Linked DNA regions of Delphinus delphis: region 1 is linked to region 2. Evidence: chromatin contacts called from public Hi-C data. All regions are on one chromosome and are shown on one strand. Each heading gives the region's core, a stretch centred on a gene start, on an enhancer-like site or on the middle of the called end of the contact. The rest is flanking DNA. Distances are from core to core; before and after follow the strand shown.

The links. A called contact is a pair of places that touch in the nucleus more often than the background predicts.
Region 1: a Hi-C map of lung shows a contact between it and region 2, with 5 times the contacts expected there. The contact joins the promoter of TSSC4 here to the promoter of CDKN1C in region 2. A contact is called at or near these places in 2 of 3 Hi-C or Micro-C datasets (lung and muscle).

Annotation. Positions count from the first base shown.
Region 1 is chr8:108,725,844-108,731,770 of mDelDel1.2, reverse strand. TSSC4 (tumor suppressing subtransferable candidate 4) reads left to right here and starts at 2,536. Exons shown (of 3, transcript XM_060019501.1): 1 at 2,536-2,844; 2 at 4,263-4,376; 3 at 4,533-5,805. The coding sequence starts at 4,555. The coding sequence ends at 5,532. CD81 (CD81 molecule) reads left to right here. Exons shown (of 8, transcript XM_060019502.1): 7 at 408-494; 8 at 584-1,140. The coding sequence ends at 646.
Region 2 is chr8:108,311,772-108,317,903 of mDelDel1.2, reverse strand. CDKN1C (cyclin dependent kinase inhibitor 1C) reads right to left here and starts at 3,207. Exons shown (of 4, transcript XM_060017567.1): 1 at 3,010-3,207; 2 at 2,180-2,829; 3 at 1,518-1,654; 4 at 699-1,422. The coding sequence starts at 2,819. The coding sequence ends at 1,521.

The DNA.
Region 1 (5,927 bases), core at 1,287-3,786, 410 kb before region 2:
ACACGGCCATACTGGGCAGTGCTGTGGCTGGAGTTGGGGCTGCTCTGCCTGGGGGCCGAGGACAAATTTTTGCTGCCGGCCGGCCCATGGGGAGGCGAGTCTCCGGCCCAGGCTCCCGATGGGGGAGCCCTCTGAACCTGGCATGGAGGCGCCCTGACCTCCCAGGTCAGCCCCGTCGTGGTGGTGCTTCCCAATCTCTTGAGTGCAAGAGGGCGCACACGGCACACTCGCCATTTCCGTGTTTGAGGTAAAAGCTGGCAGAGACTAGGCCCTGTTCACGCCTCTGCCGAGGGGTCCTGGGGGGCAGGGCTGTGCCCCTCTGTGCTCCTGCTGCAATGACCCTGGGCCACGGCCTCGCGGGGGGCTGAGGACGGGCACCTCTGAACGCTGTCTGGCCGCCCCCGCAGGAGGACTGCCACGGGAAGATCGACGAGCTCTTCTCGGGGAAGCTGTACCTCATCGGCATCGCCGCCATCGTGGTGGCTGTGATCATGGTGAGTGGGACGGGCCGGGCATCTGCCAGGGTCCCCCCACGGGTCTCCGGGCGCTGACCCACCTGCCCGCCCCCACCCCCTTCTCCCAGATCTTCGAGATGATCCTGAGCATGGTGCTTTGCTGTGGCATCCGGAGCAGCTCGGTGTACTGAGGCCGAGGCCGCAGGGAGGGCCGCTGAGCGACCCGGACACTTCTGAGAAGGGGCCGTCACCACCTGTGTATATAACCTCCTGGTATCACTGCTACACTTATCAGCCTTTTCACTTTTGAGGTTTTGTTCTTGTCCTGAAGTTCCCTGTTGCTTTCGGGGCTGATGTCACCTGTAGGTGGCATGTGAGTGGCCTTGGGGACTGCAGGGCAGGGGCCCCCTCTGCTTTTGGGGCTGCTCGGGGGTTCTGCTTGCTCAGCCGGGCCTCTCCTCGGGGCCACGAAGGGCCGTCCGGCCAAGCTGCACCCTCCTACCCACCTGTCCCCACGGGTGGCACACGCTCAGCCTTTTTTAATCCTTGTTCCTTTCCGGCCACCTGTCTCTAGAGCCGGGTCCACGAGCAGCCTTATGCCTTCAACGCACCTCTCCTTTCTAACGCGTCACCTTCGATTGTAATTACATCCTGAAAGTCATTCAATAAAGAAGGAAAAATCAGGCATGCTACCACGATGTCCGGCCCCTTCCTGTGCCCATGGTGTCTGAGACCCAGGGGCAGCCCGAGGAGCCTGGCGCAGGCGGTGCTCAGCTCTTTGGACCTCGCTGGGCCCAGGCTGTGCTGCCGACCCTGTTGGTGGGTGTCTGTGGGGCGCCCAGAAGGACTCCGTGGAGGGAGTGCCCCTTTGTTGGGCCTTGTGCCACCTGGAGCAGCCTCCACCCCCATTCCTTGTGCACCACTGCCCAGCAGGGTCTGTGCGGGGCAGGCAGGCAGCCCAAGAATGTGATACAGGATGTGGGGCCCCTGCAAGACTCCCCGCCCTCCTGAGGGCCAGCCCAGGAGGATGGACACACTGCTCCCTCCCAAGGTCTGAGGGGCTCTTCTCTGACCTAGCTGCTTGCAGACGTCCCGTCATGGGGCTGGGTGCCCACATCTTGCAGGGGCTGGAGGGCAAGGCCTCAGCCACTACCTGGGGGAGCCTACCTGGCCCACCACCGTGGACTGAGGCCTAGCCACCTCTTGGGGTAGGCTGCTGCCCCCAGCGGGAATGCTGGGTGATGTCACTATTAGCTGCATGCAGGTACCCCCCTGCACGTACATTAACTTGACCTCTTGAGACAAGTCCCTGGCTGGGATTCATACGTCAAGGGCTCCCTGGGGCCTCCTTGGGGGGCTGATTTTGGAAACTAACCCCAGCCCTGCATTGGGGGTCACAGGGCCTCAGCGGGCCTGCCCTTCCACAGTCCAGGGGGGTGCTGGTGGGTTGGGAAAACTGGATGGCCCAAGGAACCAGCTCCTTTTTACTTCTCCCTGTGCTGCGAAGCCCTGGGAACATCCTGGCCGAGGCCTGGGTGTCACCCCTGCTAGCTGCGGTGTGAACTAGCTGCCTTCTGTGGCCTGGACTCCGCGTTCCTGGTGAGGCCCTGCATGGGGGTGGCGTTAGGGATGATCAGAACGGGCCCCGTTTCCTCTCTGGGTCCCTGGACTAGGCCGCAGCATGGCCTGAACCCTGGATTCCAGGGCTGCAGCCCTGGGCGAGGGAGCGCGCTCTGGCCGTCCAGCAGGCGAGGCGCCAGCAGGGAAAGGGCGCCGGCCGCCTGGGCTCCGGGCCGAGGTACGTGCGGCCCGTCCAGGGGAGACTGGGATCTGCCCTGCGCTTCTGGGCAGAAATAACCAGCCAGGCCACCGACCATCGGCAGGAATAGGTAAAGCCGCCTCTCCCAGGAGGGCTGCCTCACGGCGGGCCCCGGCAGTTGGGAGGTCGGCACGCCCCGCTGCCCGGCTCCCGGGACCCACGAGGGCGTGGCCGGCCGCTCTAGGCCAGGACCGGAAGTGCCCGGGAACAGCGCCGCACGCGTCGATGCACTTCCGGTCCTCGCGGTTTCCGGCAAGCGGCTGCGGCCCCGGGAACGCGGCGCTGGCCGTTAGCCCTCGGGCATCCTGGGAGTCGTAGTTCGGCCTCCCAGCCTCCCTCCTGGCCTTAGTCAATTCCGGTCTCTTCGCGAGAGAGCGCCGTTTCCGGGAGGGAAGACAGCGAATGCGCAGAGGCCACACTCCCGATAGGCCTCGGGAGTAGCGGCCCAGTGACTTGTGGGAAATGTAGTTCTTCAGGCGCGGAAGCCGCGGCCCTCGGCCGGCAGAGGACTCAGTTTCCCAGAGGGCCGAGCGCGGTGCAAGATGGAGGCAGCCAGGCCGCGGTGAGCCGGTAGGTTTGTGGTGGGGAGGACGGCGCTGGTGGGCTGTCGGGCTTCGGGAGTCTGCTGTCCGCAGTCTGCTGCGCCGAGCAGGGAGGCCCTCGTGAGGCCCGGACCCTTGGCCCATCCACCCGAGTTGGCCCCAGAACTTAAGCCCCCGACACGGAGAACCTGTTGGGCCCGGGCCGAGGCCCTGGGCGCGTGGAGTGGAGAAAGTCAAGGGTCCGCCTCCCAGGGGAGCGAGACAACCGGCAAAGAAGCCAGTGTTCTCTGGGACCTGGCCTGCCCGGATTCCGGCCCTGAGAAAACCCCGCTTCCGAGCCCCCCGGGCCCTCAGCCTGTACTCAGTTCTGCCCTGCGCTGAGCTTGGGAAGTTCTCAGAGAACTCAGAGATGCAGGCCCCGCATTCCCTGTCTTGGGGCGAGATCCCCGTTTCCCCGCGGCGTGTCCCACTCACCACGGGCGTTCCCGCGATTCCAGGGGACGGGGTTGCAAATTTAGGAAGCCGGAGTCCGGTTTGAACTCCAGCTTTGCCTGCAACGTATTGTATGACGGGCAACTCCTTCCCCGCTCCGGTCCTGCCAGCTCTAAAACAGACACCATTGGCGTTTACTTCGTGTCCCCTTTCCTGGAGTTGTGCCTTCATTTTGAGAGTCACGCGAGGCCCAGAGGAATGGAGATCTTGCCTGTGTTTGACCTGGTGCCGGGCACTCAGAGACACTGCAGGTCTGCCTGGCCTGGTCCTCGGTGGGTGCACGAGCAAGGGGTCACCCTGGGCCAGGGAGGCTTGGTGGGAAGAGGGAGTTGGTGGACGGATGTCTGTGCGGAGGGTGAGACTGGGCTGTCCTCTGAGCCTGGAAACAAGCTTCAGGGTGCCTGGTGACACTGGAACACTAACCAGGTGCTGGCAGCACTTCTCTGCTCAGCTGGGAAAGTGAGGGGTGTGCGGAGGCGCATAGGACAAATGCCCCAGGAGCTGTGGGGCTGGCCTCTGTGGAGCAAGGCCGCTCCGGCTTCCTGAGCGCTTGACCCGCAGATGCCAAGGATGTGTCTGCAGACTCGTCTGGAGCTCCAGGGCATCTCACGGCGGTCAGGAGCACACCTCCTCCCCACGGAGCAGGCAGGCGCCCCGGCCTTTGTGGAGTACCCGCTGCCTGCCACGCAGCGTGCCTGGCTGAGAGAAGGCGTGCAGAGCAGAGGTCGCTCTCGGCCCTGGGTTCAAGCCCCCGCCCCCCCTGCAGCAGGCCTCCTAGTGGCTTTAGTCAGACTGGCTGGAGAGGATTGAATGAGGTGACACGTCAGAAGGACCAGCTCCTGGGCCTGGCTGTGTCAGGGGCTCTGTAAACCCAGGCCCACTCCCGGGGTGGCGGCTCCACTCCTGCATGTCTGCCGTCTGGTCTGAGGGCTGCCTCTCCCTCCCTGCCCTCAGCCAGCCACTGAGCCACTGAGCAGAGCCGTGCCTGGCGGGGGCCGTTGCGACCAAGAACCTTCTCCAGCGCTCGGCCCACCAGCCGTCCAGCACAGGCACCCAGCAGCCAGGGAGGTAAGAGGAGGGCTTTCGGGGCGGGGGACCTGGCCGCTCCTCCTTGGACACAGCTCTTGCTGCTGACCCTTCGCCGGGGTGGTGGGTCTGCAGGAGGGACTTGTTCTGAGCTTGTGTTGTCTCCAGTGACCGACTCCCTGGGCTGCTTTGGTGCAGGTGCGGCGTGGCTGGGGGACGCATGGCTGAGGCAGGGGACGGCCAGCACTCCGTTGGCTCCGGGGGTGCCGCTCTGTCTCCCCACCCCGTCTGCCTCAGCGACTCGGACTCCGACCTCAGCCTGCTCGACGATGCTGAAGTGGAAGCTCTGTCTCCCAGGGGGCTGCCCGGGGAGGCCCCGGGGGATTCGGGCCCCGATGAGCCCCCCTCGCCCCCCAGGAGCTTCGCCACAGCGGCGGTGCAGCCCTTCCACCTGAGAGGCACGAGCCCCACCTTCTCCCAGCGCAGCCACGACATCTTCGGCGGCCTGGAGCAGGCAGCCAGGCGGGCTCCGCCCTCTGCGGCCCCAGCCGGCCCTGGCGACAGTGGGGGCTTCCGGCAGCCGCTGACACTCTCCAGCCGGCCTCCAGCCGGGGGCCCGAGCAGGGCCACTCAGAATCCCGCTCCCCTGAGGGTGCCCCCCGTTCCTGACTACGTGGCCCACCCTGAGCGCTGGACCAAGTACAGCCTGGAGGGTGTGGCTGAGGCCAGCAAACAGAGCAACCGGGCCGCCGCCCTGGCCTTCCTGGGCCCCCAGAGCCTGGCCGCCCCCAGCGGCTACGTGCCCTCCTTCAACCAGGACCCCTCTAGCTGTGGGGAGGGCCGGCTCATCTTCTCCAAACCGGTGCGAACCGGCGAGGCCCGGCTTGAGAAGAGGAGGGTCCCGAGGAAGGCAGGGGAGCCGGATGGGAGCCCCCACGGGATCCCGGGGGCGGCGGGGGGCGAGGGCCCCGTGGAGCTGGCCCACCTGGCCAGGCCCGGGAGCCCGGAGGCCGAGGAGTGGAGCAGACCCCGGGGGCGCCTGCAGGAGGTGGGTGCACCCGAGGGGGAGGCCCTCGCGGGGTCTGGGGCCAGCGCCCTGCCAGGGGAGGCGGTGGGCTTCCACAGCAGCAGGAAGCGGAGCAGGGACCACTTCCGGAGCAAGGACAGCAGCCCCGAGGCCCCAGGCGCGGACGTCTGAGCGGGGAGACCGCCTGGCCGCCTGCCTGCCCTGGCCGAGCTGGAGGGACGGCCCCCACTGTCCCCCCGGGGCGGCTTCAGGGGCGGAGCAGGCCCGGGGCCCCACCCCCAGGGAAGGGAGCCAGCGGGCTGCCTGTCGGTGGCACCAGTGGCCAGGGCAGAGACCTTGCTGAGGGTGTGGGCCAGGGGTTGGCGGAAACCCTGACTCACCCCGTGCCCAGGGGCACAGTAAAGGCTCTGGGTGTTCCTCAGTCTCCGTGTCTCTTTGTCAGCCCCCATCCGCCCGGGACTGTGGCCAGGGCCCTGTCTTCCCTCCAGACACCCCATCACGCTGTTCCCACATTGGAGCCTCCCAGCTTAGCGTCAGGGGGCTCTGAAGCTTTCTAAATCAAGCCT
Region 2 (6,132 bases), core at 1,958-4,457:
GGAAACTAGAAGGCTGGTGGGTGCCCGGGTGGATCCGGCCTCGAGTTTTTCCACCGAAGCTGCGGCGCATCTCATCCCTCCCCACCCCCACCTGCCCCTGGGCCCTTCCTCTTGGCCTCCCCCTCCCTTCTTCCCCGCAGGCCTGCAGGCTGCCCCTCCCCCACCGTGGGCGAGAGAAGAGGCCAGAACACATCTGCGGTCCTGCGGCCCCACCCTGGGGGACACCGGGGCCCACGAAGCGGAGGACTTTGGAGCCGTTGGGGTCCACCTTGGGCGGGGCCTGAAGAATTTCAGGCTCAGGTTCGCCCTCTCCGGGCCTGCGACCGGCCCAGTCCCCGCAGGTGCCCACCTGAGTCCCATTGGGGCTCGGCCCAGGGCAGCTGGGGTGGTCTCCTTGGAGCCTGGGAAACAGTGAGCCCTGGTCTCCGTGTACAGCCCTGCACACGTGTGTGTGTGTGTGTGTGTGTGTGTGTGTGTGTGTGTGCGCGCGCGCGCGTGTGTGCATGTGATAAATGCAGAGCGAGGGCGGGGCCGCTCATCCCTAAATTAGGGCCCTGGAGCAGGTGGGCGTGGGCCAGCCCTGCCAGGAGAAAGCCCCCCTCCCTCCCTTTAGGGCTGCCCCCGGGTTCTAACTCCCTAACATTTGGGGGCGCCGGAGGGGAAAGCTGGAGGCGGTACAAGCACACACGGAGCTGAGCTGCAGCATTATTCGGCCTCTTTATTTAGAACCCGGCGGACGAGGAGCCGGGGCAGTGGTGCAGACGGCTCAGGAACCTTTTTTTTTTTTCTTTTTTTTTTCTTTTTTTTTTTCTTTTAACAGATTTGTCTTCAAGTTTAAAATAATCATAATAGTAAAAAGAGACAGCGAAAGCGCGAAGAGACTGCAAGCTAGATGGGCTTGTACGGCAGCTACAGCTTGTGAGCGACCCCCTCCCCCCAGAGTCCGCTATAAAAAATAAATTTACATTTGTCGATAACCAGATGCGAGTGAGGTGCCTTTGGCATAACCAATAACCGAGCTAGCGCGTGGCAGAGCGGCCCACGCCTCGACATAAATAGAAAATATAAGTTAGTATAACTTTAAAAACTTTTTGTACAAATATACATGTTTTTTTCCTTTTTTCCTTTTTTTTTTCTTTTTTCATTTTTTTGCACTGAGTTTCAGCAGAGATTAAACATTTTATATAAATGACTCTTAAAGCTTTACACCTTGGGACCAGTGTACTCCTCGTGCAGAATACATTTAGATATAAAAGACGTTATTAATACATTGCACAGTTTTCAAACTTTAAACACAAAACCGAACGCTGCTCCGTGGCAGCTGCCGCCGGTTGCTGCTACATGGACGGTCCCAGCCGAGGCCCAGCGCTCCTCTCCTGTCCGCTGCCCAGCGGGCTCCCTCGGGGCTCGTTGGGCGCGAGGCTGCGGGAGAGAGGTGCGGTGAGCGAGCGGCGACAGACTGGCCGCCGGGACCCCGCGGGACGCCCCTCCCCGCCCGCCCCGTCTGCCGCGCTCACCTCTCATCGCAGCCGCTTGCGCGGGGTTTGCTCAGCCGAGCCGACGGCTGGAGCGGCGCCGGGCGCGGCGCATCCCGCGGGAACCTCGTTCGACGCCTTGGCTTCGGGCGCGGGTCTCTTGCGCTTGGCGAAGAAATCTGCGGGCCACAGCGCGCGCGGCCGGTCAGGGCGGGGCCGGCCGGGGAGCCCAAGAGGGTGCCGGGAGGAGGCGCGGGCGGCTGGGCGGCCGGTGGGGGGGCGCCGTCCCCGCCCGCGCCGAGGTCCGCGGCGGGTCAGCTTTGTTTACGTCGCCGCGCAATGTGCTGTGTAAGCATTTCCCCTTGTCCCGCGGCCAAGCCCCCCGGGGCTACCGCCGCGCTTAACCCCCTCCGCGCCGCGATCGCCGCGCCGGGCCGCGCCCGAAGAGGGTCTCCAGTGGCCCGGGCGAGGATCGCGCTCGGAGGGGGCCAGAGCGCGCCCTCCCAACCCTCCCGCGCGAACCTCTCCGGAGCACAACAACAGGGCGGGGACGGGGTGCGGGCGCTGCCTCGCCCCGCGCGCTGCGGGCCCTTTAACGCCACGGAGGAGGCGGGGACCAAGAGAGGCCCCCGAGGGCCTGGGAGCCCGGCCGGCCGGACAAAGCAGGGCCGGGCCGGGCTGGGGCGGGGCCGCGCGGGACTCACCGGAGATGAGAGGCCCGGACAGCTTCTTGATCGCGGCGCCTCCGGCGGCGGCAGTGGTGGCAGCGGCGGCGGCAGTGGCGGCGGCGGCGTTGGTGTTGGTGGCAGTGGCGGCAGTGCCCGGCGCGGGGCGCCCCGAAATCCCTGAGTGCGGCGGCTCGGCCAGGGGCTCCTGGCTGCGCGGCGGCGGGACCGCCTCCGGCTCAGAGCTCTCCTGCGGCGCCGGGGCCGGGGCCGGGGCAGGCGCTACGGACGGGCCGCTGGACGGCGACGCCGGCGCCTCCCCGAGGCCGTCGAGGGACTCATCGGCCGGCGGCCCGGAGGGCGGGCTATCGCCCGCGCCGTCCGGGCGGGGACGAGGCGCCAGGAGCAGGCGACAGCGCCCCACCTGCACCGTCTCGCGGTAGAAGGCGGGCACGGAGTCGCTGTCCACCTCGGTCCACTGCAGGCGCCCGGGGCCCCGCAGTGGCACGTCCTGCTGGAAGTTGTAGTCCCAGCGACGCTGGTCCTCGGCGCTCAGCTCGGCTAGGCGCATCTGCAGCTCGCGGCTGAGCTCCTCGTGGTCCACGGGCCCGAAGAGGCTGCGGCAAGCGCTGGTGCGCGCGAACAGGGGAAAGGTGCGGCGGGCGACCAGGCGCTCCATTGCCGACGCGCTGCGGAGATACGCATCGGACTTTTCCGGGGGCTGCGCGGGCCGGGCGGCGGGAGAGGAGAGGAGAGGAGGAGGAGGAGGAAGAGAGGAAAGGAGGGCGGAGGCCGGGCGCAAGTGAGACCCCGCGCGCCGGAGTCTGCATTTGCAAAGGGACGCGCTGGGAGGGCGGCGCGGCGGCTACCTGGCTGTCGGGCCGTGGACTGCTCCTGAGTCTCGCTCGCTGTGTCGTCCGGCCGGCGGCCGCGCCCCCTCGGGTGCCTGTCCTCGCTCGCTCGGCTAGCCCTGGCCTGGCTGGCACCCACCGAGCGCAGAGCACTTGGCCTGTGGAACGCCCAGTCCTCGCGCGCCCCTTTATACGCGAGGGTCCCACCCCCCCGCGCACGGGCCGCGCTGCTATTAGCATAATGTAGTATTTTCAGTTTCAACAACACCGCGGCGATTGGCCGGCGCCGCGCTGCCCCCGCCCCTCCGGCGGTCCGGCCCCCGCCCGCCGCCCATTGGCCCTGCGCACACACCCACCCGAGGGCGGGGCGGGGCGCGAGGGCCGATTGGCGGGGCGCGGGGCGCGCGCAGCGGCGGGGGAGGGGGCGGTGCGCGGGGCGGGGCCGGAGTTAAAGGGCGCTGCGGGCGGTAACGTGACACCGCGGCGCCCCGCCCCCTCGCCCCATCCCCCCCCCCACCCCCACCCCACCCCCACCCCCGCCCCCGCTCCCGCCCCCCGCCGGCTCCTTTGTCTGCAGGCGGGGGCTGCTCGGCGGCGGTGGCGCGGGCGCCCCCCCCACCCCTGCTGGCGCGCCCTACCGGGCGCGGCGGGCGACGACCCCCGGCAAGACCGGCGTTCGGCCTGGCCCGACTCGCCCCCCCGGGGGCACCCAGCCCCGCCGCCCGCGCTCGCCCTTGGGCCTCCCGCGCCAGTTGACGGGCCTTTAACCCGCCGCGGCCAGCTCGTCCCTGGCTGGAGCTAGATAGGGTCTTCGGCTGCCCCCGCGCGGCCTGCTGCGCCCGAGGCTTGTGTGCCTGGCAGGGTTCCGCGCACCTGGAGCCCTAACACACCTGCTAGACCTAAGGCCCACGAGTGAGCGGGGAGAGGAGTTTGGGGGGCCGGGGGAGGGAGGCTCTGCTCCGCTCTTTCTCCAAGGGCGAAGTGGCAGACACCTTGAGAGCTGGCCCACAGTCGCCTGGAGCCAGGGTCTGGAGACTGTAGCCCTTGGGGCCGTAAGTCCTGCGCGGTGGATGGGAAACTGGCCGTGCCCATCCTGAGCTATGCGCCCTGTGACATCCTGAGCTACGTCACTGACTGGGTGCTCGGCCACTTCAGGCTTGGCCAGGCCGGGGGTTGGCTGGCTGGCTATTGGACAGGGCGCTGAGGGCTTCTCCACTAGGGTGGGGCTGGCCCTGCCCAGCCTGGGACCCTGACTGTGCACGCTGATCCTCCCGGCCAGGCTTATCCCTTGTCACACAGGGAACCGCCAGATGGGGTGGGGGCGGGGGGGGCAGCAGAGAGCAGCCACGAGGGCGCCCAGGCAGCCCTGGTCCAGCTGCTTATAGGAGCTGCGCCTCTGTGTCTCCATCCTGGAAGGCTAGCACCCCCTCATTTGTGCCCAGGAAACGTGTTGGTTGGGAAAGTACACACCCAAGAATGAATGACAGGGCATGCGAGCCAGTGGGCCCTACCACAGTGTCAGGGAGAAAAGAAGCCAGCCCAGAAAGGGAAGGACCTGCCCGGCAAGGCCTATGACCCTGCTCCCCCGCTTCTTGGTGTGGCCCCTGGCTCTCCCCAGTGGCCATCCCATCGGGGCCAGGCCACAGGAGACTGTAACTTTCTGCAGCTATGTCCTTGGCCCAGCCTGTCCCAGCGCTGGGGGCCTAGGAAATGCCTCCAGCAGCTCAGGTGGGGAGGGGGACGGCCAAGCTCCTGCTGGAGGGCCCAGCAGGGCCCTGAGCTCCCAGCCCCTGTCCTGGGTGAGCCCACGAGCCCAGTGAGAAAGGAGCTGGGGCCGACCCAACCCAACCTGCCTGCCTCCCCCGCAGGGTCAGGTGGTTTCCAGGTCCCTTCAGGGACGGGACTCCTTGCTAGCATGCAGACGTGTCCTGGAGGAGGCTTGTGGAGGCAAGGTTTGGGATGAAGGCCAGCAGAAGAAGCCATCAGCCCAGCTAAGGGACAGGGCACGTTGCCAGTCTCGGCTCTTGACAGCAGGACCAAAGTGGATGCAAAGTTGATGATTCGTGTTATATTTCTTTCCTCTTTTTTGTGCATTCTATTCCAACTTTTCCACAAGTACAGTTGGTACAAATTTTTTTAATTAATTTATTTATTTTTGGCTGCGTTGGGTCTTCGTTGCTGCGCGGGCTTTTCTCTAGTTGCGGTGAGCAGGGCTATTCTTCGTTGTGGCGCGCCGTCTTCTCGTTGCAGTGGCTTCTCTTGTTGCGGAGCACGGGCTCTAGGCGCACGGGCTTCAGTAGTTGTAGCACACAGGCTCAGTAGCTGTGGCTCGCGGGCTCTAGAGCACAGGCTCAGCAGTTGTGGTGCACGGGCTTTGTTGCTCCGCGGCATGTGGGATCTTCCCGGACCAGGGCTCGAACCGGTGTCCCCTGCACTGGCAGGCGGATTCTTAACCACTGTGCCACCAGGGAAGTCCAGTACAACTTTTTATCTTCGGGAAAATAAGATGACAGAGGCTCCCCTGGCCCTGTGGACCCCTTGGGTGGGGCTGATATCACCTGGCCTGGAGTTAGGAGGCAGGGCCTTGCCCCACCCTAGTGCCACGGCCACACCAGTCTCCCCAGAGGCCATATGCACAGGGCCACAGTGGGTAGTGACCACCAAACATGGAACCACATGGCCCCCAGGATTTCCCAAGAGGTCAGGATGCCGTGACTTCAGCCATCTGGGAGGGCAGGCCGGGGAAGGAGCCAACCCCCGGCCCAGGCTCAGCCTCCAGGCCATCTCCCTTCGGACAAGACTGAAGCCACCGCACTCCCAGCCCTGCTCTGGGCACCCAGGGGAGCCAGCACTCTCATCCCTGGCAAGGGCTGCCCCATGGTATGAACACCTGTGTGCCCTGCCCCCAAGGGCAGGGGGCCTAGTGCGCGCTTCATAACCTATGGGAGCTGACCCTGCACCAGGCCTCTTGCGACCCTGCCCTGCGCGTGCACGGTCTGGCCCGAGGACAGGCCTGGGAGGGCCATCCCGACTGCCTTCGGTGCACACGAGACACCCCCATGGGTGCCAGCTGAGTTCAGGCAGATGGGTCCCGGGGCCCCCCCAGCGACAAGCCCAACAGCATGTGACTTGGAGTCCCGT